Linked DNA regions of Mus musculus: all the other regions are linked to region 1. Evidence: chromatin contacts called from public promoter capture Hi-C data. All regions are on one chromosome and are shown on one strand. The core of a region is the stretch at or near the end of the contact, and the rest is flanking DNA. Distances in the headings are between cores, read along the strand shown.

What was found. Promoter capture Hi-C pulls out the DNA fragments that hold promoters and counts their contacts. Capture Hi-C pulls out chosen DNA fragments and counts their contacts.
Region 2: a contact with region 1 is called in a promoter capture Hi-C map of liver, with 5 times the contacts expected there. The contact joins the promoter of Shpk here to the promoter of Xaf1 in region 1. A contact is called at or near these places in 1 of 39 promoter capture datasets (liver), 2 of 484 Hi-C or Micro-C datasets (CD4 T cells and CD8 T cells) and 1 of 9 other capture datasets (liver).
Region 3: a promoter capture Hi-C map of embryonic stem cells shows a contact between it and region 1, with 2.1 times the contacts expected there. The contact joins the promoter of P2rx5 here to the promoter of Xaf1 in region 1. A contact is called at or near these places in 3 of 39 promoter capture datasets (embryonic stem cells and liver) and 1 of 9 other capture datasets (liver).
Region 4: a promoter capture Hi-C map of pre-B cells shows a contact between it and region 1, with 2.5 times the contacts expected there. The contact joins the promoter of Ncbp3 here to the promoter of Xaf1 in region 1. A contact is called at or near these places in 5 of 39 promoter capture datasets (the 3T3-L1 cell line, the C10 cell line, liver and 2 more).
Region 5: a promoter capture Hi-C map of liver shows a contact between it and region 1, with 2.1 times the contacts expected there. The contact joins the promoter of P2rx1 here to the promoter of Xaf1 in region 1. A contact is called at or near these places in 2 of 39 promoter capture datasets (the 3T3-L1 cell line and liver).

The regions. Positions count from the first base shown.
Region 1 is chr11:72,299,589-72,304,724 of GRCm38.p6, forward strand. It overlaps Xaf1 (XIAP associated factor 1), which reads left to right and starts at 2,041. Exons shown (of 6, transcript NM_001037713.4): 1 at 2,041-2,121; 2 at 3,739-3,874; 3 at 5,078-5,136. The coding sequence starts at 2,090.
Region 2 is chr11:73,197,130-73,202,265 of GRCm38.p6, forward strand. It overlaps Shpk (sedoheptulokinase), which reads left to right and starts at 2,353. Exons shown (of 7, transcript NM_029031.3): 1 at 2,353-2,551. The coding sequence starts at 2,390. Ctns (cystinosis, nephropathic) reads right to left here and starts at 1,890. Exons shown (of 11, transcript NM_031251.4): 1 at 1,789-1,890.
Region 3 is chr11:73,157,730-73,162,865 of GRCm38.p6, forward strand. P2rx5 (purinergic receptor P2X, ligand-gated ion channel, 5) reads left to right here and starts at 2,659. Exons shown (of 13, transcript NM_033321.4): 1 at 2,659-3,004. The coding sequence starts at 2,868. It overlaps Gm35001 (a long non-coding RNA gene), which reads right to left and starts at 2,481. Exons shown (of 3, transcript XR_388840.2): 1 at 2,383-2,481; 2 at 1,732-1,791; 3 at 469-1,077.
Region 4 is chr11:73,045,073-73,050,208 of GRCm38.p6, forward strand. Ncbp3 (nuclear cap binding subunit 3) reads left to right here and starts at 2,795. Exons shown (of 13, transcript NM_025818.3): 1 at 2,795-3,010; 2 at 4,787-4,852. The coding sequence starts at 2,828.
Region 5 is chr11:72,996,186-73,001,321 of GRCm38.p6, forward strand. It overlaps P2rx1 (purinergic receptor P2X, ligand-gated ion channel, 1), which reads left to right and starts at 2,960. Exons shown (of 12, transcript NM_008771.3): 1 at 2,960-3,266. The coding sequence starts at 3,130.

The DNA of each region.
Region 1 (5,136 bases), core at 791-3,290:
AGTGTCTTTGCAAAAAACTTTACTGCATATGTACACATTGGTTGTTTGTCCAAACTTATGCGTGGTGGCCAGCAGTAGTCAGTGCCACTCTGCAACGGCACATGTGGCTTCCCACAATTATTGTTTTCTTTCAGCCATGCTAAGGATTGACTCTAGGGCCTTGTGTAGGCTAAGCAAGTGCTGTACTACTAACAACTAACAGTTTACTTACAGGTAAAGAAGATACATTCTATAATGACAGGAGGAAGCATAGTATAGTTAAGTTCTCAAACCAATAGCATAGCTGCCTGTTACGATTATCAAATATGATACTCAATATTCAAAACATTTGTGTGTGTAGAGATCAAAGAACAACTCAGTGGAGTTGGTTCTTCCTTCCACCACGTGCATCCCGGGGATTAAACTCAAGCTGTCAGGTTTAATGGCAAGTGCCTTTATCCGCTGAGCCAGCCATATATGAAATGTGTGCTATATTTTTTCTTCATTTTTATTTGACATTTTAATGCATGTATGTAATGCAACTTGACCATGTTCCCGCACCTCTCTGCTTTCTTGCACCCTGCATTCATGCCAAGGGCACACAAGTGGAAGTGATTCACTGCTGTGTGTAGCATCACTGGGTGACAAGACTTCTGCAGTTCTTCAGGTGTAATCTTATATGGCTACTGTGCTATGTACAGTTGCACTGCTGACAGAAACATCATTATTCCGTACACGGCTGTATTTGTGAATGTATCAGTTGTCACTGAGATATACTTTGTGATGTGTGTGTGTGTGTGTGTGTGTCTGTGTGTGTGTGTGTGTGTGTGTGTGTGTGTGTGTGTGTGTGTTAGATCCTAACCCCAAAGCCTTATGCATGGTAGGCAAGTGCCATACCGCTACCTCTACTCCAAAACCCTTTGATCATTTTCATTTATCTAATGACGCCCTGTTTCTTCCTTGGAAGGGGGGTGGTGGTGGTGGAATGAACACAGGAAACCAGCAAATCGACTGACTTCCATCATTTTGCACTGTGATAATTTTGGACATGGGCTGCCTTTAACACAATTTGTTTTCTTTGAACCTCATGAGGTCAGCTAGCCTTGTTGGGTAACTGCCTGAGGCTGTGGCACCTCGCTGGAACAAACATATACTGACACAGCAGCAGTTTTGCATGCAAATTCTAGGAGCACCTGGACCTTAAAGTTGCCTGGGAGCTCCAGTGTAACCCGGTCAGCCAGGAGACAGTATCCAGAAGGCTGAGGTGACTCAAGCTCCCAATTGGTTATCTTGTCTGGATCTGAGCACAGCTCCTCCAGCTCCGTGCCTGTGGCAGAAGGGTCACACCTTGGACCACGTTACCTGGGAACTTCTGTGCAGGTTATTCAGCCCCTTGCTGCTCGATTTTACCAGTGAGCATGGGATAGCAAGACCTCCTCATGGTTTCTGTCATCTTGGCTTACATTATTGTTTGCCATTATTGTTTGCTTTGTTTTGTTTCCCAGCAGAGGACAACCTCAGGAGACACAACACAGTTATCCCTGGCCATTCCCAAGACTTGCCCCAAACCCTGTAGCCTGAGCATCCAGCACCCAGAACCCCCTGCTCAGTTCCTCACAGACTTTGTTTTCAAAGTCACCACAAACTGGAACCCACACAGGGGTACAGAGCTTGCAGGAGCTTCTTCTTCAGAGAGCAGACTCAAGCTTAGCATCTCAGGAGAGACCAGACAGAAACAGTAGGAGTCAGTCACAGGTTGAGAAGTGGGCAGGGACCCCATGGAAACAAAGCCAGTCAGGGAGGGAGGGGGAGAAAGGGAGGAATTGTTGTGCTGCCCAGAGGAAACCCGACAGCTAACGCCCACCCTGGAGGTCACAGTCACGGTAGCACAGAGGCTGCACAGGACAAGGGGCATGACAGAGGACTAGCCCATGCTGCAGAATGGCCTTCTGGGAGTGTCTAGCTGCCAGGATCTGGGAACCGCCCTGAGCTGAGAATTTTTGAAGTCTCCTCCCTGCCGCTGTGAGTCAGGCTGGGCAAACACTTTCAGTTTTGTTTTCCTGTGTGCAAAGAAACGAAACTCCACAGAAGCACTGCAGGAAGCTTGACCATGGAGGCTGACTTCCAAGTGTGCAGGAACTGGTAAGAAGGCATTTTCTCCAGGGCTGGCCAGACAGAGGGGCAGGGCAGAGCAAACAAATTCTGAAGTGATGGGGATGAAGTACAACACCAGAGGGCAAGCCGAAGGGGACTGGAACCTCTGGAGTGAAGAGGTTCCAAATCTCTAAGTAGAGTGCTCAGTGGTACCTCAATATCACTGTTCCCTCTTAGCTTGGGTATTTCAGGCTGGCTAGTTTTAGCCATGAAGTATGGAGGGACTGGTCCCTAGCAGGCTATTCCTGTCAGAGCTTAGATCCGTAGCAGGGGTGGGGGGCATCGTGGTCTTCCCACCCATCTGTGAGAGGACCCTTTGAGAGATGTTCCAGGGTTATTCCTGTCCTCCGCCTGACAAAGGAGCTGGGAGATAGAACATGGAGGGCTGAGCAGGAGGCAAGGACCACACCTCCAAGTAAAAAGAGCTGGTTCCTCAGCAGACCCCACCTGTTGCAGTAACTGGGGTAAAGCTCCACAGAGATCTTTGTTCCACTTCACCTTTCAGGATCTCTGGTCTATGGAGTATGGAGGCAGGCAAAACAGAGAGGGCAAACAGAGCAAAGGACGTCATTCTGTGCGGTTGTGGGGACAGCTGGATCAGGCTAACAGCAGTGAGGCCATGAACCAGATCACAGGGGCCTGAACAATTGGAGGCCATGAGCCAGATCACAGGGCCTGAACAATTGGTCCTTTAAGGATACAGCCTGTTTCCTTTCTCCCGAGCTGCCGTGAGCATGAGCAGATGGAATGGGTTGGCAGCGTTCCTGGTGATGAGCCTATCAGAGGAGGACACCCTGCCCTACAAGACTCCCCTGCATCTCAGATGCTCTCTGGGTAGCTGCAAGGGAGCCCAGGGACGGGAGACAGCGTGGTGGATGGACTTTTGCTCTTGAGAGTTGGGAAACCCTTGGAGGGTCTGAGGTGTGGTCAGGGCAGAGCTGCACTGCTGTGCTCCCTTGTTCTCGTGATGGCCTTTCTAGGAGATAACTGGAAAAGGATAGAACTTTACCTCCCCCAACCCTGTCTCTGTGGGGTGATGCTGAGGAGTCGTTCCAGGCACTGAGCCTAGGGCATTGCACAGAGCAGCCAAGCACTCTGAGCTGCGTTATCCCTGGCTCTGTTTTTCCCTTTCCTTTTGACACAGAGTATCACTAAGTTGCCTAGGCTGATCTTGAACTTACTCTATAAGCACAGATAAGCCTTAAACTAGCCATCTTCCTGACTCAGGCTCCTGAACCCCTGTGCCAACAGCCCTAGCTAACTTGTACATGTTTGAAATATACATCTTGATACACAGTACTTATTTGTGAAACCATCTTACAATCTAGGAAATGAAATCTATCATCAATCTTGAAAGTTGCCTGTTGCCCTGGTACCCTCTTCCTCCCCCTCTCCCAGGCACAGTGCCCTCACACCTATTTTCTGATGGCGAGCTTATCTGTTTCACCAGCACTGGCAGGCATAGGAATGCATCATCAGCATCATCACTGTTTTCCCCAGGCCGCAGGCCTGGAAAGAGCTTACCCCAGGTATGCAACAAGGCGTCATGTCTTATGCTAAGACACTGTGCCTTTCTTTCTCCCCCACCCCCACTTTATCCTGAAGCAAAAGAAATGTGGCCTCTCTCCACTTCATGCTCCACGAGGCCCACTGCCTGCGCTTCATAGTCCTTTGCCCAGAATGTGAAGAGCCCATCCCAGAGTCAAAGATGAAAGAGCACATGGAAGTTGTGCACCAGCAGGTGAGCAGGTGGGCAGGTGGGGCAGAGGCCTGGGGGGTCAACAACTGGAGTCCAGCCTTCCCTGGCCTGGTGGGTAAGTTATTTAGCCCCTCCATGTTTGGCCTCTGTTTTTTGTTTGTGTTACCCTGAGGCTGTCCCTAGTTTCTCCCTTTCTTCTTGCTACCCCAAGACTATGGGTCTGGCAGAACAAAGGATCCATATAAAGAAAGGCTAACTGTTCTTCAGAGACTTGTAAGGAGGAGGCAGGAGGGCCCATCTCAGTCTTCTTTCCTACCTTTTTGAGTCAGTCTCTTGCGGCTTTATCTTTCTGAGAATCAAGTTCAGGCATCCATTTAGATTCAAGCTGACCCAACAAACACTTCAGTCAAGTTGATATAAAACTAGCCAGAACAGTTTGAGTAGTTTGGACTATGTCAGCAGCTTGTGCAAGCCCTCCCTTTCTGGAGTAGGAGTGAATTCTTCTCTATAGGCAAATAGGATAACCTGGTTGAAAGACAGAGAGGCTAGTCATAAAAATTCCCACCACCACCATTATCTCCCCACCTGAGAGGCCAGGAGAATGATGAAGGACTATCCTACCCGAAAGATGCAGATTCATCTGCATCTGAATATATTCTTGCATATATGCATGTATACATACAAACATACATACATGCAAACATACTTACATACATATGTACATGCTTGACAGAGGAGATTTCCACCATCCATGAGTTAATTTCTGCTAATTTGACATGGGCTGTGGACACCTGGGAAGAGGGAATCTCGGTTGAAGAATTCCATCAGATTGTCCTGTGGGTGCATCTCCAGGCAATTGCCTGATAAATAACTGAATTGAGAAATCCCAGTCCACTGTGCCAGGTGGTCCTGGATTGTAAAGAAAACAAGCCAAACAAGCCAGTAAGCAGCAACTCCCCCATGGTCTCTGCTTCAATTCCTACCTCCAGGTTCCTTCCTTGAGTTCCTGTCCTGGCCCTCAATGGTAGACTGTGGTGTTGAAGTATAAAATGAAATAAACCCTTTTCTCCCCAAGTTGCTTTTGGTCATGATGTTTATCACAGCAACAGAAAATAAACTAGAATAATGAGTCTAAGGAGTTCATAATCCCCAAGGACACTCTGTGCCTCTGACCCTTGCCAATATTTTCTTTGATTGACTTCAGTTCCCTTAGAGGTTGGGTCTATGTCCTCCATCTTCCCACAGACCAAGGAAAGCCAACAGCACCCTGCCAAGTGCAAGTTCTGTGAGCTGGCCGTGCAGCT
Region 2 (5,136 bases), core at 1,103-3,602, 900 kb after region 1:
AGCACTGGCTGTTCTTCCAGAGGTCCTGAGTTCAATTTCCAGCACCTACATGATGGCTCACAACCATCTGTAATGAGATCTGATGTCCTCTTTTGGCCTGCAGGCATACATGTAGGCAGAATGCTATATAATAAACAAACAAATGAATATCACTTCTTGGAAGATATGGACTGCTTCCAAGTGAAACTCAAACACTCTGTCAGCAAAATGTTCCCCAGTGCTAAAGGCTAAGGCATCTCTGAAGGAGAAACCTAGAACCGATGGCGCCTACTATGCTAAAAAGATCAGTTGGTCAAACACACAACTAGGCTTGTAAAAAGTTACAAGACAAAGTTACAAGACTTGCCATGCCCATCTTCTGGTGTGTGTGTGTGTGTGTGTGTTTACCATCTTCTACACCTCAATCAGATGGCACACTTTTAAGAGCCTCTACTATCCCCCACAAGAGATCTCCTGTGGCAGCTTCCCTTAGTCAGGTGTCTGAGGTAGTCCTGCTCTTGGTCCATAACCTGGAGCTTCCTCTGTGGGAAAACTGTTAATTAAGGTGGAGGTCCACCATGACTGCATAGCCCATGGGTTCGGCATAAGTGGAACTTCTCATCCTCTGACCTTGTCTGGGGAATTCGAAGCCCCAACACAGGCCTCTACCTGATGACTGTCACATAGCCTTAGCAAGATTCCTTCCTAAGGATCAATTCCCTTCCTTTTCATAAGAACCTGTTCGGTGAGCACCTGAGATTCCCGAAATGCTTCCCCATGCTAATGGGGCATTTCAGTACCTCAAGCCCTCAGCCAATGACCTTTGACTATCCTGGATGTTCCTACCTTCAGTCCCCCAAACTTTATAAGCTCGTCTTGGAGTGGTCATTCACCATACCCACTCACAGGGCTTCCAAAACCATGCCCACCACTCTTTGTCTCTGCTCCCACTGCCCCCTGTCCCCCGTGGACCTAATTGGCCATAATCCATGAGAGTGGGGAGACCCACATTCCTCAAGGGATAGTACAGATTGGACAAGGAATATGTTCCCTGGAGATGAACTATCTAGGTCCCAGGTTTCCCATTTACTTGTATGATTCTGGAATACTTATTAACCTATGTTTCTTAATGGGGAAACAGGGACAGTGGTAGTTACACCACAGGATTATAGTGAGATGAAATACAAGGCATACATTCTCAAAGGGGCTAAAATAGGCTCTGGAGGTCTGAAAAAATAGCTGTAATAATTGCTTATCTCTCTCCCAAACGTCATAATAAAAAAAAATAGAGCTTACCAGCTGTATTAAAAGTTTGAGGTGGATTGGTAAGATAACAAAAAGTTGAGAAACAATGAGGTAATGTTATTACTATTACCACCCAGGGCTCCCAGCAAGCTCTCACAGAGCATAGATTGTTATTTTCCTCAATATTATTGAAAAAGGCAAGATCCAGGTACCCTCTCATTCTCTGGGAGAATCAACACGAGCTCCTGGAATGGTCCTAGCAGAATTTACCCCCAACCCCAAGTTACCTACCTGCACATTCCTAAGCCAGATTCAGGCGGCGCCACATACTGAATAGTGCCACCAACACCAGCTGTCAGTCGGTGTCCGTGCTTTTGCTCACCAACACCCTGGCCCTAAAACCTAGAGATGTGCGGGCCTGGGTTGGGGCCAGAAGCTAGAAACCCAGGCGCTGCCCCTCTGGTAGCGTAGGTTGCCCCTCTGAGGTGCGGGGCTAATGTCTGTTGGGGTGGGTGGTGTCATACCAGAAAAGGGGGTAGCTGTCCCGGTCGCGATGGTTCTCACCTGACAGCTTCCCAGGCTTGGTGGACAGACCTCACCAAAAGCAACAATCTCGCACCAGAAACCGCTTAGGAGTGTAAGGACTCTCTGAGCTCCGCCGACTTTGTGTGAAAGAGGGGCCAGCTGTCACCTGACCTGAACCACCTGACTTGAAGCCGCGAGCCCTGTGCAAGGAGCTCTGGAAGTTGTAGTTTTCACGAATACAGGAGGATAACGCTTGGTAGGGGTGAGGGAAGGGTGGAAGGGCGGAAGAGCATAGGCACCTTGGCAGGGACAGGGGCTCGGATGTGAGGGGCGATCTAGTCTCTTGTAGGGGAAGCAGGGTTCTCGAAGTCTCTGTTGTCTCCTTGAAGCCCTGTGCTCCCTGGTGAAGACCCTGGGACCCCAGGCACTGTCCCGGAACCTCTGACCAATAGATCCCGCCTTCTGTCGTCTCTCCACCTATCACCGGAGGCCGCTGTGGGGAGCGCGTGGTGTTTGCTTTCCTCGACCAATAGAAGTGGTTAAAAGATTGACAAGGAAGCTCCGCCCCCTTACTGCCCTCCAGAGTGAAGTGTTCCCCGGCGTGCGGTTCAAGCCACCGAGCTGTGCTGTCACCACTGCCATGGCTTCGCGACCTGTCACTCTCGGTATCGACTTGGGCACCACGTCCGTGAAGGCCGCCCTATTGGAGGCTGCACCCAGCCTCCCATCCGGGTTCGTGGTGCTGGCGAGCTGCGCCCGGGCTGCGAGGGCAGAGACTGAGAGCGCGGTGGCCGGGCCCCAGGTGAGGCAGAGCCCTGGAGCTGCCGCCCCGGGACGACCCTGGGGGCATCTCGGGCAACACCTTCCCGCGAAGAAGTACCCGTGATTGCCCAGTCTGTCGGACCTCCAAGGCCTGCTGCCCTTTCCTCTAGGGCTTCAAAGCCTGCTGCAGCTCAAGCTAAGCCGTTAGATTTTGCCCAGGGAGCTTTCCCACCTGCTGGCACCGATCTTCCCGCTCTCCGGCTTTTCTGGGGCCCCTGACCATGGCGCTGGATCCCTCTACTATCCGCCCATCACTTTTTGTACTTTGCGCCGAGAGGACTTGCTTTCAAAGTGATAACCACAGGCCTGACTATCACGCTCGCCACTCATGACCCTGTGCCCTCTAGTTCAGGCATCATTTCCGACCCCACCCCCTAGGCAGGTTGTGCTCTGGAAATGAGACGTAGCGTTAGGCTTACCTCATGCCTTTGAAGTTCAAGTAAACTGATAATTTCACTTGGTTACTCAAAGAATTCCAGCCCCTGCTGAGCATCTCTGGAGGAAAGTTGTCAGAGCAGGTGGGGAGACACTGAGATAAGCTGATGAACATTTTAGAAAAGAATCAGACTGATGATTATACGCTGCAACCACTGGCTTTTGAAAACTAGAAGATAGAAAAGTACATCTCCAGGGGTCCACAGGATGGCTCAGCAGTAATAGCAATTGCTGAGTGAGCCTGGTCACCTGAATTCTACCTTCAGAACCTACCATGGAAGGAAAGAACTGACTTTTGAAAAGCTGCCCCCTGACTGCCACATGTGCCCCATGACGGGCACACATGTTTGTGTGCACACACACATACATGTATACACATATATACACACACTATATAAATATATACACATACATATTCACACATATATACACACACATATATACTATGTATGTTCACACACATACAGTATATATACACACACACATACATTCATATATATACATATACATACACACACACACACACACACATATATATATATACACACACACACACACTACACACACACACACACACACATATATATATATATATATATATACACACACACACACACACTACACACACACACACACACACACACACACACACACAAACATACCTTTAAAACAAATGCAATGAATTAAAGACAGTGGACTCTGTTGGAAGATGATGTAAGTAGGATCAGAATGGCCTCAGATTCCATTCCTATTTGTTTCCTGAAAGGGTCAGTTTATAGTCAGTGAATTCACAGATATGAATGTCAAGGTGAGAGTGTAACCTCTCACTTTTTTCTTGGCCTCAACTTGTTCTCTGATCTGAACTAGGTGGCCACTAAGGCTTCCTCCAGCCAGAAACTTGGACTGAGTGCAGTACCTCACATTTGAGCTTCATGTCTCAAATGCTCTTGCCAAGGGTCTGTATTCGGTTCTTTGGGGGTTCAGAGTCCAATTTGTGGGATCACTTCTAATTTTCCCAGAGGCCTTCACATTTAATTTGGTTGGGGCCTCAGGGCATCTTAGAATGACTATTTGACTTCATGAATTACGACATGGAGAAGTTGGCTCTGATCCTGGGGAAGTGAGGAGCTGGGCCAAGGATTATAGTACAGTGGGTTCAGGCATTGCCCTTTTCTTGTGAAATTGATCTCTCTCCACCCCCACCCCCTGCCTCTCTCTGTTAGGAGATAGGGTCTTGCTGGCCTCAAACTTGGATCTTCCTCACTTAGCTGAGATTACATTTGTGTTCCACCCCATGCAGCCAGAATACAAGGTTTTGGAGGGAGACAGACTCTCTTGGTTGCTCGTCTCTGGCTCAGGCTCCTCAGCTGTAGGGTGCAGGGGTGGGTGGCTTTGAGTGAATTGCTGAGCACTCTTTTCAAGTCTGAAGTTCTAAGGGCTTGATCTGGGTATGGACCTACTGATGTTTTCAACTAAGAAAGAGCAGCAACAATGGTTTTCCTGTTACAGTATGGGTGTGCCCATTGTCCCAGGGCTGTCCCTGCTCCAGCTCAACCCTAAAATGAACTGCTGAACACAACCTCCTTGTCCTGACTTCCAGCTGGCTCATTTTCCTCCTCCGTGCTCTCCACCCTCACAACTCACTCACCCTGGACTCGTTTTAAACAGAGGCCCCTCTGTCCTGAGATGATGCGCCATCTGATGGCTGTTTGGGGACTTTTAAACTACCACTGTCCAACAGAAATGCAAATCACACATGTGAGCCACACATGTAATTTTCAGCTTTCGAGTAGCTATTTTAAAAGAAGTAAAAAGAATGGGCAAAATTAATTTAATTTAAAAGTTATTTATTTATTTATTTATTTATTTATTTAGAGACAGAGACCCACTACGTAGAACTGGCTGGCTAAGAACTTGCTATGTAACAGAGCTCTACCTGCCTCTGCCTTCTGAGTGCTGGGATAAAATTAATTTTCATTATGTACTTTTATTTAATGTATACAAAATATCTTTTTAACATTCAACAGTAGAGATGTGCTAATGAGATATTATGCATTATTCATATTAACTCTGAACTAGCTAGTGTGTGTGCACTTAGGTGCTCATGTGTATGTGTATGCATGCAGAGGC
Region 3 (5,136 bases), core at 1,409-3,908, 860 kb after region 1:
TTCCTCTGGGTCTCTTTTGTCCTCCTCCCCGTCCCCCCTTCTCTTTCTCTCCATGCCTGTGTATGCACTATGTATCTTCAGGTTTACTTATGTGTCTGTGTAGATGGCACATGTGGGTTAGAGGGCATCTTCCTTTATAGCTCTCTACCTATTGTTTTGAGACAGTGCATCTCAATGAACCTAGAGCTGTTTCAGCTACTTTGGCTGCCCAGTGAACCCCCAGGATCTGTCTCTTTCTGCCCGCCCCCAGCACTAGAGTTGCAGTAGGAAGTCACACACTGTCCCAAAGGCCATAGCCAATACAGGAAGGAGAAATGTCATTTCCTCATAAAGGTTTGGTTGGTCTTCAGTCTTTTTTTTTTTAAGATTTTATTTTATTATATAATTAAGTACACTGTAGCTGTCTTCAGACACACCAGAAGAGGGCATCTGATCTCAATCCAGATGGTTGTGAGCCACCATGTGGTTGCTGGGATTTGAACTCAGGACCTTCAGAAGAGCAGTCAGTGCTCTTAACCACTGAGCCATCTCTCCAGCCCATCTTCAGTCTTTTTAACCAAAGAGTGCAGGTACAGCGAGGCCGCTACTTGACGCCGAGGTTGCCCTAGAAGGGCTGTGTACTTTGCTGGCTCCTCAGCAATAGGAAGAGAAGCACTATTCTCTCCGAGGGCGATTTTCAGTGACTATCATTGCTCCAGACGAAGCTTTTATCAGGGCAAGATCGTCAGATGTGATATCTCTGTTTCTATGACACCATCTTGATGTTTCAGGCAGCTGTGCTGTGGGGGCTATGAGATCCTTTACGGGCAAGTATTCCTCAGAGTATTCCTCAGAGATTAGACGTAACTGGAGGTTCTTACCAGCTCTCCAGCTGCAAACATCCACCTTCCCACTTCACCTCCTTATGCTGGAGCAGAACTTCGGGTGATGGGCATCTTCAAGGGTGTGAGATTGCTCCATTCCCCTTCAGCTATTAGAGAGCCACAGGAGGGGAAGACTGGGGTGGAGGCTGGCAGAAAATAGGACGCCTTCAGCTTCCAGGGTTGTGACTGGGACCTGATGGCAGGTCCTAATATGCTTAAAAGAAAGCAAGCCTGTTTAGTTAAATGGTAAATACACAGAACTAGCAAGTAGCAAGCATGTTGCTGGGCCCAGGACATAGGATTATCCAAAGCAAGGCTTCCAACCTCTTGGTCTTCTGGTCTTGTCTGGGGGTACAGTATGCAAGTTAAATGAAGTCATCTCAGGTACTTAAAGTGCTCTGCAGATAGCCTGGCAGAGTGAAGCACGCCTTTGATCCCAGCACTTGGGAGGTAAAAGCAGGCGGATTTCTGAGTTCTAGGACAGCCTGCTCTATAGAGCGAGTTCCAGGACAGCCAAGGTTACACAGAGAAACCCCATATTAAAAAAAAAAAAGTGCTGGGCAGAGGTGATTGGAGTGGGGGTAGGATGTATGAAAATAAGCCTTTTTGAGGAACTGGTTAGGTTGAGTTTGAAAAGTTATAACAACACATTGTTTCCAAATGACACTTTAGGAACAGAATGCAGAACTCTATGCCCTTTCCTAGAATGAATGGGAAATCCAAGGGCAAAGCCCAGGAATTTGCCTTTATTTAAAATAAACAAACCAAACCAAACAAACAGCCAAACAAACCAAAACAGTCATTCCTTCGTGTTGCAAAACTGGGGACCTGTTTCCTGAAACTTCTATTTTTTTGTAGAAGATTATACCTGGAGGACTTAAGCGTTTCTTCCAACTTCTGGAGTCTGTCGTTTCAGAGAGTGAACTTCCTATTGGGCAAGAGGGCCAGGGTCGGGAGCAGAGGTGGTGTGATGCAGAAAGTTAGTGTGCATGGCTCCTCACCCCGCAGTCCCTGGCACATGGACTCTCACCACACCCAACCCCTCAGTACAAACACAGCCGATCACCACACAGCCCCTCACCACATATAGCCCATCAGTATACATATATAGAGCCCTGTAACTGCTCACCACACAGCCTCTCACTGCGTATAGACGACCCGACCCATACCACAGGAATGGGATCCTACATCCTCTCTCATCCTACAGTTCCTCACCACAGACAACCTACGGCAGCCCATAACAAGTTCCAAAGCGCAGCTCCAGGTATCTCTTCTCCCTCCTATGTTGGATCAGACCCAGACGATGGCATTGGGCTCCTTTTCTTTGGGAACTATTCATACTCTAGACATATGTTAGGATCCCACGCCTTGGTGCCCTAGCCTAGCTCTCCCTACCCCGCAGTACCTGACTAGGACCTCTGATCCCTGACCCTAGAAATTTGTAGGGTTTAAATCCGCAGCCATAGAAGCGGTGGAAAAGCCCCTTGATTACAGCACACACAGGCAGCCAGGGACCTACCTATACATCTGCCTGACAGCATGAGTAGCGAGGCCAGGACAACAGGGAAAACAGTCATTACTGTCTATCCCTCCTCCTTTACTTCCTGCACTGTGGGTCCCTTCCGGATTCTGCCTCTATTTCCCCACGGGGTTCCTTTCGAGCGAGTCCCGTGGGAGGAGGTAGGGGCGGGCGAGACGCCTTGGAAAGCACCTTCCCCTTCTTCCTCGCCTCCGCACACAGCCAGTGGCTGGAGGCACAGCCCGGTGGTGTCACCGTGTCAGCGGAGGCGGCCTCATCCCAGGCTGGGCGCTCGCCGCAGTCAGGCTCTCCGCGGCAGCAGGATCCTCCTGGCCGCGCTGTGCTCGCGCCCGGGTCTGCGCGTCTGCTCTCCAGCTCATGCCCTTTGGAGCCGCGCGCCCCGGGACTGCGGCAGCGCACACAGAGTGCTCGGTTGGCTGCCGGGCAGCGGGAGGCGGCGGCGGTGGCCAAAGTGAGCTGGAGGCATGGGCCAGGCGGCCTGGAAGGGGTTCGTGTTGTCTCTGTTCGACTACAAGACAGCAAAGTTCGTGGTCGCCAAGAGCAAGAAGGTGGGGCTGCTCTACCGGGTGCTGCAGCTCACCATCCTGTTGTACTTACTCATGTGAGTTCTTGGGCACTTTTTTGAAACAAGGGTACATGGGGCAGGGAAGGTGTAGACACAGGGGCCTTGGGGGAGTCAGCCTTAAAGCCCGTGGATGTAAGGATGGGAAAGTAAAAAGGGGACACTGACTTGTTAAACGTGGGCGGCGGCAACTGGATACCTTGGTTGGAAGCTGTCTGTAGGAGCTCCTTCTCCCAGTACTGGAGCTTCCAGTGTTACAGCCATGACCAGGAGGCAGGGATGCCAGGACACTGGGCTTCAGCTGCCCCCCAGAGGCCTCCCTGTGTCCAGCTTGACAGCTGGCCCAGGCACCCAGCAGGTTATTTATAAGCATTGAGCATTACTGGCTTACTCTTGGTTGGGCCAACTCATGGGATTGGCATGTTCTGGAACTCAGGGTTAGCTCACGGGAATCAGGGGGGCAGCCATTCCAGCGTCCAGATGCTCTACTGTTTTCCCTTATTGCCATCTCATCTAGCAGGCTATAAGCCTACCAGCCCACGGGCAGTTTGATGGGGATTTAACAGCTTGGTCAGAGGTCTCCCTTGCTCCTAGGAAGAAAAGAGGGCACAGGTGAAAAGAGGAAGGCAGCCACGGTGGACAGCTGCGATTCACTTTCCTTTCCTCATTAAATGATGTGCAATTATGCTCCTGGGTGGGGGTGGGGGGCAGTCCTGGCCTAGCCTTGCTGCTTTCTAATGGCTTCTCCTGCCCCTCTCCCAGGCAGGGTTTCTCTGTGCAGCCCTGGTTATCCTGGAACTGGTCAGTAGAGCAGGCTGACCTCAAACTCAGATATCCTCCTTCCTTTACCTCTGGAGTGCTGTGATAATGGCACAGAGTGTGGGTAATGGCTGTGTTCTTAGTGTTTCCTGAATTTTAGCTCCAAGGCACTTGGCAGTATCCTACCTCAGGGCCTTTGGACTGCTGTTCCTTGGCCACCCAGTTTTCCTTCAACATCCTTCCTTATCCAGATTTGATTTCTCCCTCTCTCTCCCTCCCTGGCACTTCCATAAGTCATTTTGATTGGTTGTTTGCTCAATGTCTATTTCTGACTCCCTGAAGTCTGGGGATGCCATGAGGTGATGTCACACTGTGATGTCATTTCACTTGGCAATCTGTATGAAATGAGTAGACGAATGCTGAATGTTTGCTTCTTGTTTTGCACTAGAGCAGCATTTCTCTGCTAAAATGGAAGGTGTGCTCAAGAACCACAACTTTCGAGCCACGAGTGGTGGCAAACACTTTTAATCCCAGCACTCAAGAGGCAGAGGTGAAAGCCGGGCAGTGGTGGCACACGCCTTTAATCCCAGCACTTGGGAGGCAGAGGCAGGCAGATTTCTGAGTTTGAGGCCAGCCTGGTCTACAGAGTGAGTTCCATGACAGCCAGGGCTATACAGAGAAACCCTGTCTCGAAAAACCAAACAACAAACAAACAAACAAAAAACAAAAAACAAAAACAAAAAAAAAAAGGCAGAGGTGGGCGGATCTCTCTGACAGTTCAGCAACAGCATGATTTACAAAGCCAAGTTCCAGAACAGACAAGGTTCTTACACAGAGAGACTGTCTTGAAAACCACCATCACCACCACCACCAACGACAAAACAAAACAAAAAACCCACACCGTTTTCAGAGTTCCTTGTAAATGGGACAGTTTAGGATCCAGGCTCTCCATCTCTGCCCCAGAAATGAGGAAATGGTTGACACCTTCGTGACTCCCTGCGAGAGCCAGCATGCCATCATTCATGGCATGACAGGGCACTGGCTTCTTCCTCCTTTGACCCCTTTGACTGCTTTCCCCAGCTTCACCAAGAATGGTTAAGCTGGATGATAGCTAACTACGAGTTAGTAATTTGTGTGCATGGAGCTTTTGCTCTGTGCTAGCCTCCCTGTGACACAGATCACCTCATTTTCAAAGTCTTATCTTTTTAGGGGCCAGAGTGAAGTTGTGAAGTCTGGATGGTTAGGAGTGCTTGCTGGCTTTGCTTGTTTGCTATTGTTTTTGTTTATCTTTTAAAAAGATTTATTTATTTTAATATATATGAGTACACTGTAGTTGTCTTCAAATACACCAGAAGAGGGCGTCAGATCACATTGCAGATGTTTGTGAGCCACCATGTGGTTGCTGGGAATTG
Region 4 (5,136 bases), core at 1,545-4,044, 750 kb after region 1:
ATGTACTCCTAACCACTGAGCCATCTCTCTCCAGCCTCCTCCTCTTTATTATTATTTTAGACACTTAGGTCCTCTGAAGGAGCATTGTATACTTGTAACCACTGATCTATCTTCACTTAGTTTTTGAGACAGGGTCTCTCAGTGAATCTGGACTACCAGATTTGGCCAGTGGGTTCAGGGATCTGCCTGTCACTGCTTCTCCAACACTTGGGGTAGATGGCTGTCACTTTGCCAAGCTTTTACACAAGTGCTGAGGATTTAGAATCAGGTCCTTGCACTGCAGGGATTTTACCAGGTGAGCCATCTCTCCAGCCCTACTAACTGTAACTTTTTGAAAATTCTTTACCACCTCCTAAATTCCCTGTGGTTTCACCTCATTGGGCTGCACTGTGGACAGGATGGCAGAAGAAGCAAGTTGGGTGTATTAGTCAGGGCTCTCCAGAGTCTTAGAACTTATGGGTAGTCTCTATACAGTAAGGGAATTTGTTGATGACTTACAGTCTGGAGTCCAACTCCCCAGCAATGGTCAGCAGCAGCTGTGAATGGAAGTCCAAGGATCTAGCAGTTGCTCAGTCCCACAGGGCGAGCAGGCAAAGAAGAGTGAATCTTCCTTCTTCCAATGTCCTCATGTGAGCCTCCAGCAGATGTGGCCCAGATTAAAGGGGTGTATCACCACTGCTGGATCTGGGACTTGCTTGTCCTAGGCTGACCTTGAACTCGGAGATCTCCTTGTCTCAGTCTCCAGGGATTAAAAGCGTGTACTACCTCATCTGAGCCTAAGCTTCTCATGGTCACAATGACTCAAGATCTCCATGCCAAGATCCAGGTCAGAAACATGTGTCTCCCAGCCTCAAGATCTGATCACAGGTAAGCCTTCCAATCTGGACTGTAGTTCATTCCAGATATAGTCAGGTTGACAACCAGGAATAGTCACTTACAGTTAGGACCAAGTCAGGAGAAAGGTATAGGGCTGTCTGGTAGCAGCCTGGGAACTTAAGCGTTGACTGCCTGATAACCACCCCCTCCTGTGGGTGCCCCAAGGCCTCTTTGCACTGTAATTTCAAATCCCTCTGAATTGAATCCTCAAGCTGCAAGTCTCTTTAGGAGGTAGAGAGGCCTGTGTGGCTAAGTAATTAACTGCTTTTGTTTCTCCTACCTCCTACTCCACAGGCCTAGAAAGATAGTGTAATGGTGGGGTTCATGACTGTCACCCACAGCTGGCTATCCCAAACACAAACAGTTCTATAAAACACACACTAGGGAGCCAGGCATGGTGGTACATGCCTATAAGCCCATCACGCAGGAGGCAGAGGTAGGAGGATTAGGAGTTTAAGATCATTCTCAGCTACAAAGCAAGTAGTGGGCCAGCCAGTGCTACATAGCAAGACTCTGTCTCAAAACAAGAGGGCTGGGGTAAAGCTCACTGGTAAAGGGCTTTGTTAGCATGCTCAAGTCTCTGGGTTGCATTGTTAATACAGCAAAAGAAAAACGGAAGGAAAGAAAGGAAGGGGAACAGGAGAAAAGAAAATACAATCCATTGTTTTAACCCAATTTTGTACTTTGCATTGCAATCAATTGATGGTACCATTCTAAGGAATTCCATCTTGTTTGTCCCATGGTACAGACCCATTTCAAGAAAAGCTTGGATGTACAGTATCACCTCTTTTGGATCTTACAGCCGCACATAACTAGCTCATTCGGTCCTTATATTCTTCTGTGGAGGTGTGTCACTGTTCTATGTTCTGATGAAGGAACTGAGGTTCCGTGCCATGCCCAAAGTGACCTAGTGTATCTGAGTCTTGTGATTTTTTTTTCTGTTTTAGAATGATTTGCCTTTCTCTGAAAAGATTTTTAGGGGCTCAGATATATGGTCTTACCTATTCCTGGTTCAGATTGGGAGATAGGTCTAGAAAGGGCTAACTAAATATGACACAGGAGGAGACACAAAATCAGGACTCATGACAGACAAGAAGTCCCTTCTTCAAGTCTGAACAAGCCTTTCCTCTTTCCCAGCCAGACTCTTACTAGGAACATTTGCAGGAAATCTTGCTTGTGAGTCTCTGATGAGTAGAGCTCCCAGAAGTGACAAAATGGGTCTAAGCTCTGGTTCTGCCCTTTGGGTAGGTCACTGTGATCTTGAAGCACCCCTCTTCCCCTTTTAAGATAGGATCTTCTGTAGTTTAGGCTGGCCTCAAACTAGCAATTGCCCCTTGGTGTAATTGGGGGATAACCTTCAGCCCCTAGTCCTCCTGCCTCTATCTCCCAAGTGCTGGGAATACAATCGTGTACCATCCCTTTCCAGTTTAAATGTAGGCAGGGTTTTACCTTGGATCCCTGGATGGCCTGGAACTTAGAGATGTGCCTGCCTCTGACTCCTGACTGCTGGGATTATAGGCATGTAACCCCTACACTGGGCCCTAGTTTAAAATTTTGACCACATAATATGGCTCAATTACTGGAAGACTTGACAGAGCCAAAGCTTACTACGGAAATAACTTTGTAAACGCTCAGATTGCCTAGATGATAGATCGCGGTAACCGCTCAGCAGTTCTTAGAAGTATAGTCCTCAAAGTGCAGGTATTTTGGAACCTCAGACGACGCTCCACCTCCATCACTGCTTCGTCCCGCCCCCTACCCCGCGAAGTCCCGCCCCAAGCCGGCCCCAGGTTCCTAGGTCACCAAGGGGGCGCCAGAGATAAGGACAGCTTTCTGGTAGAAACAGACGACGCTCTAGGTGATAGCGGTGCTCCTCTGTGGTCATCGGCGACGGCGCTCTAGGCGGCGGGAGTGAGGGGCGGGCTTTCGGTGGTGCGGCCGGCTGGCAGCTATGGCGGCCGTCCGCGGCCTGCGAGTGTCTGTGAAGGCGGAGGCCCCCGCTGGGCCGGCTTTGGGGCTTCCGTCGCCCGAGGTGGAGTCCGGTTTGGAGCGTGGCGAGCCGGAGCCCATGGAAGTGGAAGAAGGCGAGCTGGAAATCGTGCCGGTGCGGCGCTCCCTAAAGGAACTGCTCCCGGTACGGGCGAGAGGGGCGGGGGCTGAGGAGGTCGCCGGGCGGGTGTCCCTGGAGAGTCAGGGAAGGTGGCGGACGGCGGCACTGGCGCAAGTCCGGGAACGCGGGAAAGGGGCGCGAGCGCCGAAAGGCGGGGGCCGCGCATGACCCGGAGAGCGCCAGAGAGAAAGGACGCCGGGGCGCCCGGAAATGGGTGCAGAGAGCGCTGGAGAGGCGGGGGATCTCGGAGAGAGTTGGGGACACCCCTCTCGCTGCCCCTCGGTGGCCCCGAACGGAATCAGCTGTGTTTGGTTGGAGATAAAAAGGAGCCGCGGGCGGGAACAGAACCTGAATCAGCCCTCAAAGAAAGTGTTAGGTGCCGCCGGCATCCAGGTCTCCTGGTGGGTCCTCCTTCCCCGGCCGAGTTGGTGTCACTTAAACCAGCTCTCTTCGCTTGGGAGGGCTAGACCTGTCAAACAGCAGACACTCGTGTGTTGGTATTGTGGATGAGGGTCCTCACGTCCCCGCACCTTCACTGCGTCTACTCTCGGTGGTCCCAGCTTCTGACACACAGTGACATTTGATCTTTCTTTAACCACAGTGGGTCTGAGGAGTGTTTTGCCTGTGGTTTGGTAGTCACATGCCCCTTCTTAAAGCTGGTCTGAGGCCTGGATAGCTCGGTTTTCACATACAACGTGAACTCCCTGCGCCCCCTCCTTTAATTACATGATAGCAGCTTGGTTTTACATTTGAAGTTATGAGTGAAGGCTAAGGTAGTGATGACAAATGACAATACCTTTGGTGACAACATCTATAGGTTATAGTGGATAGTGTATAGGTCAGGTGTTATCCATTCAGTCAGTTTAACATGTTTATATCACACACCTCTCTGTGTGCTGGTGTAATCCTAGGTGCTTAAGAGCGAACTCCCTCTTGGTGTTGCCCTAGTAGGGGAGACAAGTAAATAGTTCCCTTTTGTATTAAGTGCTACAAAAACAAACACACACACACACACACACACACACACACACACACACACACACCCTGTTAATAGGATAAAAAGCACAGTGGCCAGGAGGGATGTGAAGCAGTTGGTGTGTGTTGGGATGCACAGGAAAGTCCCTTGAGATAGTTAGATTCAACTTGAACCCCAAATGACAAAAAGGGGCCGACCATGTCAGTTGGAAGGGAGTAATTCCTAGCGGGGAGGACAGCAAGCTCAGAAGTCTTAGAGATGGAAACAGGATTGTTTTGTTGGAGAAATGTTGGATTGTCTTAAGCACGAGAACAGAAGTCAGAAAGACAGGTATTGTGGAGGAAAGCAAGGCCTGGAGATTGAATGCAGAGTCCAGGGTATCAGCTGCAGTCCTGAGACTTTAGTTCTGTTTTTATCCCCTCCTTTCTTCATTGTATTAGCCTGTATTTTTCCCAGAGATCCAGGACCTGAAGCATTCTCCTGGAGGCATTTGCGCCACCTAGTGGCCTTTCGTGGGAAATGTGTCCAGTCTGGTTTGGGGAGTTATGTGACTATCTCATTTTTGACATTTTTTTCACAAAAGACTTTAGATTTTCATTTATATAGATACCCTGAGTTGACAGAATTACTTAATGTTATGAACAGGCTCCTGCCTGGCGTCTGGAAGCCTCTCTGTGGAGCCTCAGAGATAGACTTCCTCCTAACAAGAGTTGTTAAAATGGAGAAGAGTTGCTGAAAAGAATGACTTCCAAAAGGGCCAGTTGCCAGGTTGCCTTTTCTGTGGATTTTTCTGTCAGAGTTTGTCATCTTTCCTCTTCTGTTAGGACACAAGCAGAAGATATGAAAACAAGGCTGGCAGCTTCATCACTGGGATCGATGTCACCTCCAAGGTGAGACAGACTGGGCTATTGTTTGATCAGCAGATGGAGTTAATGAACTTGGTCTTTACCATTTACATTCACACAGCAGTAAATATCTTGCCTCATTTATTCTTTTACTGCTGATATATATCTCATCTATATATGATATGTATCTCATAGTATCACATATCTACATCTGTCTACCCAAGGATGTCCTTCTGTATCCAGAAGACATTCAGGCAGCGTTTGTGTGTGCTCGTCTCCATGAAAAGATAATCACTGTCCTTAGTTGCCTGTGCTCAATCCTTTCCAAG
Region 5 (5,136 bases), core at 1,710-4,209, 700 kb after region 1:
TCAAGAGCTTTGTTCCAACAGCATCAGAGGGCCAGTTGGGAGTTGGGGTAACTCCCTGAGGACACCAGGGCAGACCCATACAGTGTGGGAGTCGAACTGCCAGAGACCCTGAGTGACTAAGAAGATAAGTAGGAATCAATGCCACTCACCCTGTTGAGGACTCAGGCTGCCCTCCAGGCCTGGGCACTGGCTCCAGGATGGGCACTGACCCCCTCCATACCCACACAGCCGCTAAATTTAGCCAAGCAGGGGAGGCTGTCCTGGGGCCGAGTCGTTGGCAGCAGGGCCATGTCTCCCTACAAGGCCCGGCCCAGAACTGGAGCTGGCCACCCGGCCTTTGGGCTTATAAGGCAGGCTTGGCAGATCTCCAGTGTTGGAGTCTTCGGGTGGGACCTGAGCCAAGCCCTTAGACTTTGGGGAGCCTCTCTTCCATGCACAAGCAAACTCAAGAACTTCTTGTTCCATGACCTTTGACCAGGTGTTCAACTTCCAGAGCCTTGGTTTCTGCATCTGTATAATGGGCATTCTAGCATCCACTTTATAGGGCCATAGTAAAGAAAAGGCCAGTGAACTCCATTGTGTAGAATTCTGACATGTGTTCTCTCCACCTGTACTAACAAAGCCTAGGGCCAAAAGATGTCTGTCCTTAAGAGTGAACCAGTGCAAGAGATGTGTGTGTGTGTGTGTGTGTGTGTGTGTGTGTTACTCGAATATCTGGAAGTGTGTGCATATGGAGGGGTGTGTGTGTATGTGTGTGTGGAGGCTGCAGGTCAACATGAGATGTCTTCCTCTCCCCATCTTTTTTTTTTTTTTTTTTTTTTTTTTTTGCAACAGGTGTTTTCATTGACCTTAGAGCACCACATTTGAGCTTGGCTGGCCCATGACCTCCAGGGATCTGCTGATCTCTACCAGTCCAGCATTGGGTTACAGATGTATGCTGCTGAGCCCCCATGAATGTTGGGAAGCCAAACTCAGTTCCTTGTGCTTGCACCGGCTGAGCCACCCCTATAGTCTCATGTGGTTGGCTCGATTCTGCAGGGTTATTATCAAGAAAAGAAAGTTGTGCCTTTGGTGGCACCTTGGGTCTTTCAGTACCTTCAGGTGGCCCTCTCTGCCATGCTGACTGAGAACAGGGCTGATGCCCAGACACAGGCCTGAGGGTGTATCTAACAAGCTATAAACCTGGCTTCTTGGGGATGGAGTGAGTGGGGGAAGAAGAGGAAAGAGCAGGAGGAGGAAGAGGAAACATAAAAGGAAAGAGGATAGGGAGAAAGAAGAAAAGGAGAAAGAAAGAGAAAGGAAGGGAGGAGGTGAAGTGGGGGAAGAAGAAGAGGAGTATGGGAGAGGGCGGCTGTGGCATGAAGCAACATACTGGACAATGACTGCCTTCCTTTTCCTTTCTTCTCTCCATCCTTTCTCTTCTCCCTCAATTGGAGCAGGTCCCTCTCTAGAATATGGCGTAAGCATCGTCGGGGCGGGCACAGAGATGGCTCAGTCTTAGCACCCACCCATTCCTATCACACACAATTCATTTCTGGGCCTACTGCTGTAACAGCTGCACGTGAAGTCAGCTGGGAGAGGGACATGCCCTTTTGTTTGGGGTCAGGGTAAGGTCACAGAGCCTGCTGAAGCTCTGACTCCTTAGGAAAAAAAAAGCGAAGGATGTGGTTCCCACCACCCTGGCTCAGTGGCGTCAGACAGTTGAGAGAGTTCCTACTGGAATGTCAGTGTGTGTGTGTGTGTGTGTGTGTGTGTGTGTGTGTGTTTTCTATTCAAGAGGTTGGGGCTGGTCCTGGGTGCTGGGAGGGGACATGCAGAAAGCAGCCCAGTTTGCATAAGGGTTCGGTGCCAGGCCCAGGGGCCATTCGCTCCCTGTTAGTAGCTCATGAGGAAGAAGATTCCTTATCAGCACTCAGCGTGGGTCGGCTTGGCCGGGGGTGCAGAGCAGTGAAGGTTACCAAGGAGACCTGTGCTTCAGGCTGGTTCTTCTAGTAGGCCAGGGTGAGAATGCTTCCCTCTGACCCTAGGTGCACAGTGTGAGCCAGCCTGATCAGGTTCTTGGGACCCTATGCTCAGGGTCTGCTTTACTATTGAGGAAGGCAAGGGTTGTATTGGACCTGAACCCTAATTCAACAGTGTATTTTAGTTCTCTGTCCTGGAGGTTTCTGGGACCGTCCCCCAAGGGCTTCTTCACTCTGGGGAAAGTGTTATGTTGTCCCACTTTACAAGAAGCAGACTTAGAAAAGCCAGACAATGCCCCCAAGCCCTCAACAAGTGACACAACTGCCTAATATCAGGCTTTCCAAGCTGGGTCTCAGAACTCCCTAGGGATAGGTGACCCTAGTCTCGTCTAGATGTCTACCTCCCTGTCTGTTCTGGTGGTAAGGATGGGATGGGAGTGGTGTCAGGAGTACAGTCAAGCAGGTCAGACAGAGGGAGAGCAAGGTTGCAGATAGAGATGCCAGCCTGAGGCTGAAGTTAATGGGTATAGACCAAGCTTGGACTTGAAGGGACTGACGAAGAGGGAGTGTCCAAGGGTAGCTCTAGGCTACAGGACTTGACATCAGTTCTGTTCATCTTCCTGCAGGTCCCCAGGACTGAACTGTCTACTCTGAGACTGTGGGGGTGGGGATGGAGGTAGAGTGTTGAGGGATTGTCCTGGCGAGACCCTTCAGTTCTGTCCTGTCAGGTTCCTGGAGTGGGGGTAGCCAGTAGCTTTATCTCTGGCCCTGTGGCTGGTGGCCATGGTGGTTTCCGGAGAGCAGCTCCTGTTTCCGGAGGCCCAGCAGGGCCCAGGCGGAGCCTTGAGGGGTAGTGGGGCTGGGCCTGGGTGGCCTCACTGGCTCCGCCTCTGTCTATCTTTGGGAATTTATTTCACGGGGCACCACTGGCCGGTACTCCACTGCCTGCCAGCAGTCAAAAGCTGCTCTGATCACCCTGGGTTTTTCCCTCCTAACCCAGATCCCACCAACGAACCTCCAACTCTGGCCCCACTTGGCCTGCTCTGTTCTTAAGGGGCTGGGAAGCCTCCAGCCACTCCACTGCTCTCTCTGTAGACACAGATGCTAGCCTGCCCTTGACCACAGAGGCCGTGCGGGGGGCTTGTCTCTGAGCCCCTTCTGGCCCACCATGGCTCGGCGGCTGCAGGATGAGCTGTCAGCCTTCTTCTTTGAGTATGACACTCCCCGGATGGTGCTGGTACGAAACAAGAAGGTGGGAGTCATTTTCCGTCTGATCCAGTTGGTGGTTCTGGTCTACGTCATTGGGTGAGTCTAAGTCCCCCTCCCAACACCTTTGGGCACCAGTCTTCTACATGTGCCAATCCTCAGAGCTCTGGGGTACCCTTCATCTCTCCAAGCACTGGAAAGCTCTCCTGGTGAGCCTCCATGCCTTAAGAAGGAATAGGCCCTGTTAACCTACTGTCAAGATGGAGACACCAATGCAGGATAGGACACGCTACTCTGGGTGCATGGTGACCAAGGGGCAACACCATTGTGGGTCCTGAGGACATTGTAAAAGGCCCCTTCTAGTGAGTGAGTGGCACGCCCTGCAAGAGCCCTTTTCACCTCCAACTTTCCTCATGCAACTGAAACAAAGCAATGCCTCATTTTACTCGCCAGAACATAGGCTCTGTTCCCGTCTCTCCAGTCAGAACAAAGGACAACCTGGGAAATCCAGGTCCCTGGGGGACTAAAAGACAATTGGATTCTGAACACTTAGCATCTTGATGGAGACACAGAGCAGGAAGTAGTCTCCATTCCCAAGTGTGACATCTCCTTCCCTGGCACAGGGTCAGAGCAGCACAGGTCTCCTTCAGCTATCTGGCTAGCCTGGGAACCATGCAAAGGCTAGCAGGCCAGGCAGGATCTTGTGTTTGCATGTGTGTTGTGTGGGCTAACATGGTATTCTATGACTGCCCATGTCCTATATATTTAGCCATGTACCGGTGGTTTTATATACCTGGTTGGCTACGCAAGCTTACAGCTGTGTCTCTGTCTGCCCTGGGTCTGAGGTAGCTGGGTACCAGAAGTGTCACATGTCAGGAGCATCATGCTTACTTACAGTCACACTAAAAAGAGCCTCTAGAGGCTATGAGATCAGTAAAAGGGTTGGGTCCTAATGGGAGCCTGAGAACGCCCAGTACCCCTGCCTGCCTGTGTTGTGTGGTTCTGAGGGCTCTGCAAATCCCCATTTGGGGGGACTGGGACTAAGAGCCCAAAGAGTTACTCATGTGGTACTAGCCTCTTGGGAGTATCTAGTTCCTAGAGTAGCCTTTCTTCTGCTCACTGATGCCCTAAGATTCAGAGCTAGTCAGGTGCAGCCAAAGCCAGGATCCTTCAGCTGCATTTCAGGCTATGTCTTGGTCACAAATCAAGTTGGTCAAGCTTAAGAGGAAGACTAAGGCCCATAGAGGAGCCCTGGAATTTCTAGGTCACTAGGCAAATCAACCCTGAACCTTTGCTCTGTCTCCTCATTTCCCACTCCCTACAAAGTTTCCAGGAAACTTTCTGATGGGTACCAGTAGCCTCCTGCTGAGCACAAGAGGGGCGTAAACGTCCACCATTAATTATTTGCTAGTTCCTCAGGAAGGAGAAGTCACTACTCAAGCCCAGCCTGTTTCTCACTTGGGGAGATCAAAATGGTTGTCCCTACTCAGGCCCCAGGGGCTCTCTACTTTATTTTCAGAACTGTGGCTAGGAGCAGTGTCTGACTGTCACAGGGACAGAACAAAAGGGATAGTCTACTGTCCCTACTGCCCCTTAGCCCTGATCTATACCTCCTGTGACAGGAACCTTACCCCATCCCTCTTTCCTTTCTTCTGGCCTGAAATGGTCTATCATTTTCAAATGTTTCAAATGTTTCTTGTTGGTGTGAGGGTGGGGGTATCAGAGGTGAGGGATGCAACTAGTCTTGCTAAAATTCCCAGTTCACACAGCAGAGCCAAAGGCAAGGTCTTCAGGTCCCCAAACCCAGGCTTCTCTGCCCACTAACTAGGGCGCTTACTAGCTCCAGCAATGGCACCTACTGTCTCTGTCGCCCTCATCTGGCCACTGCCAGATGCTACAATGACTCCTGCAGGTTAAACTCCTGAGCCTTGCTCCACTGTTACATAGGACAGCGGTTGGAGAGGACCTT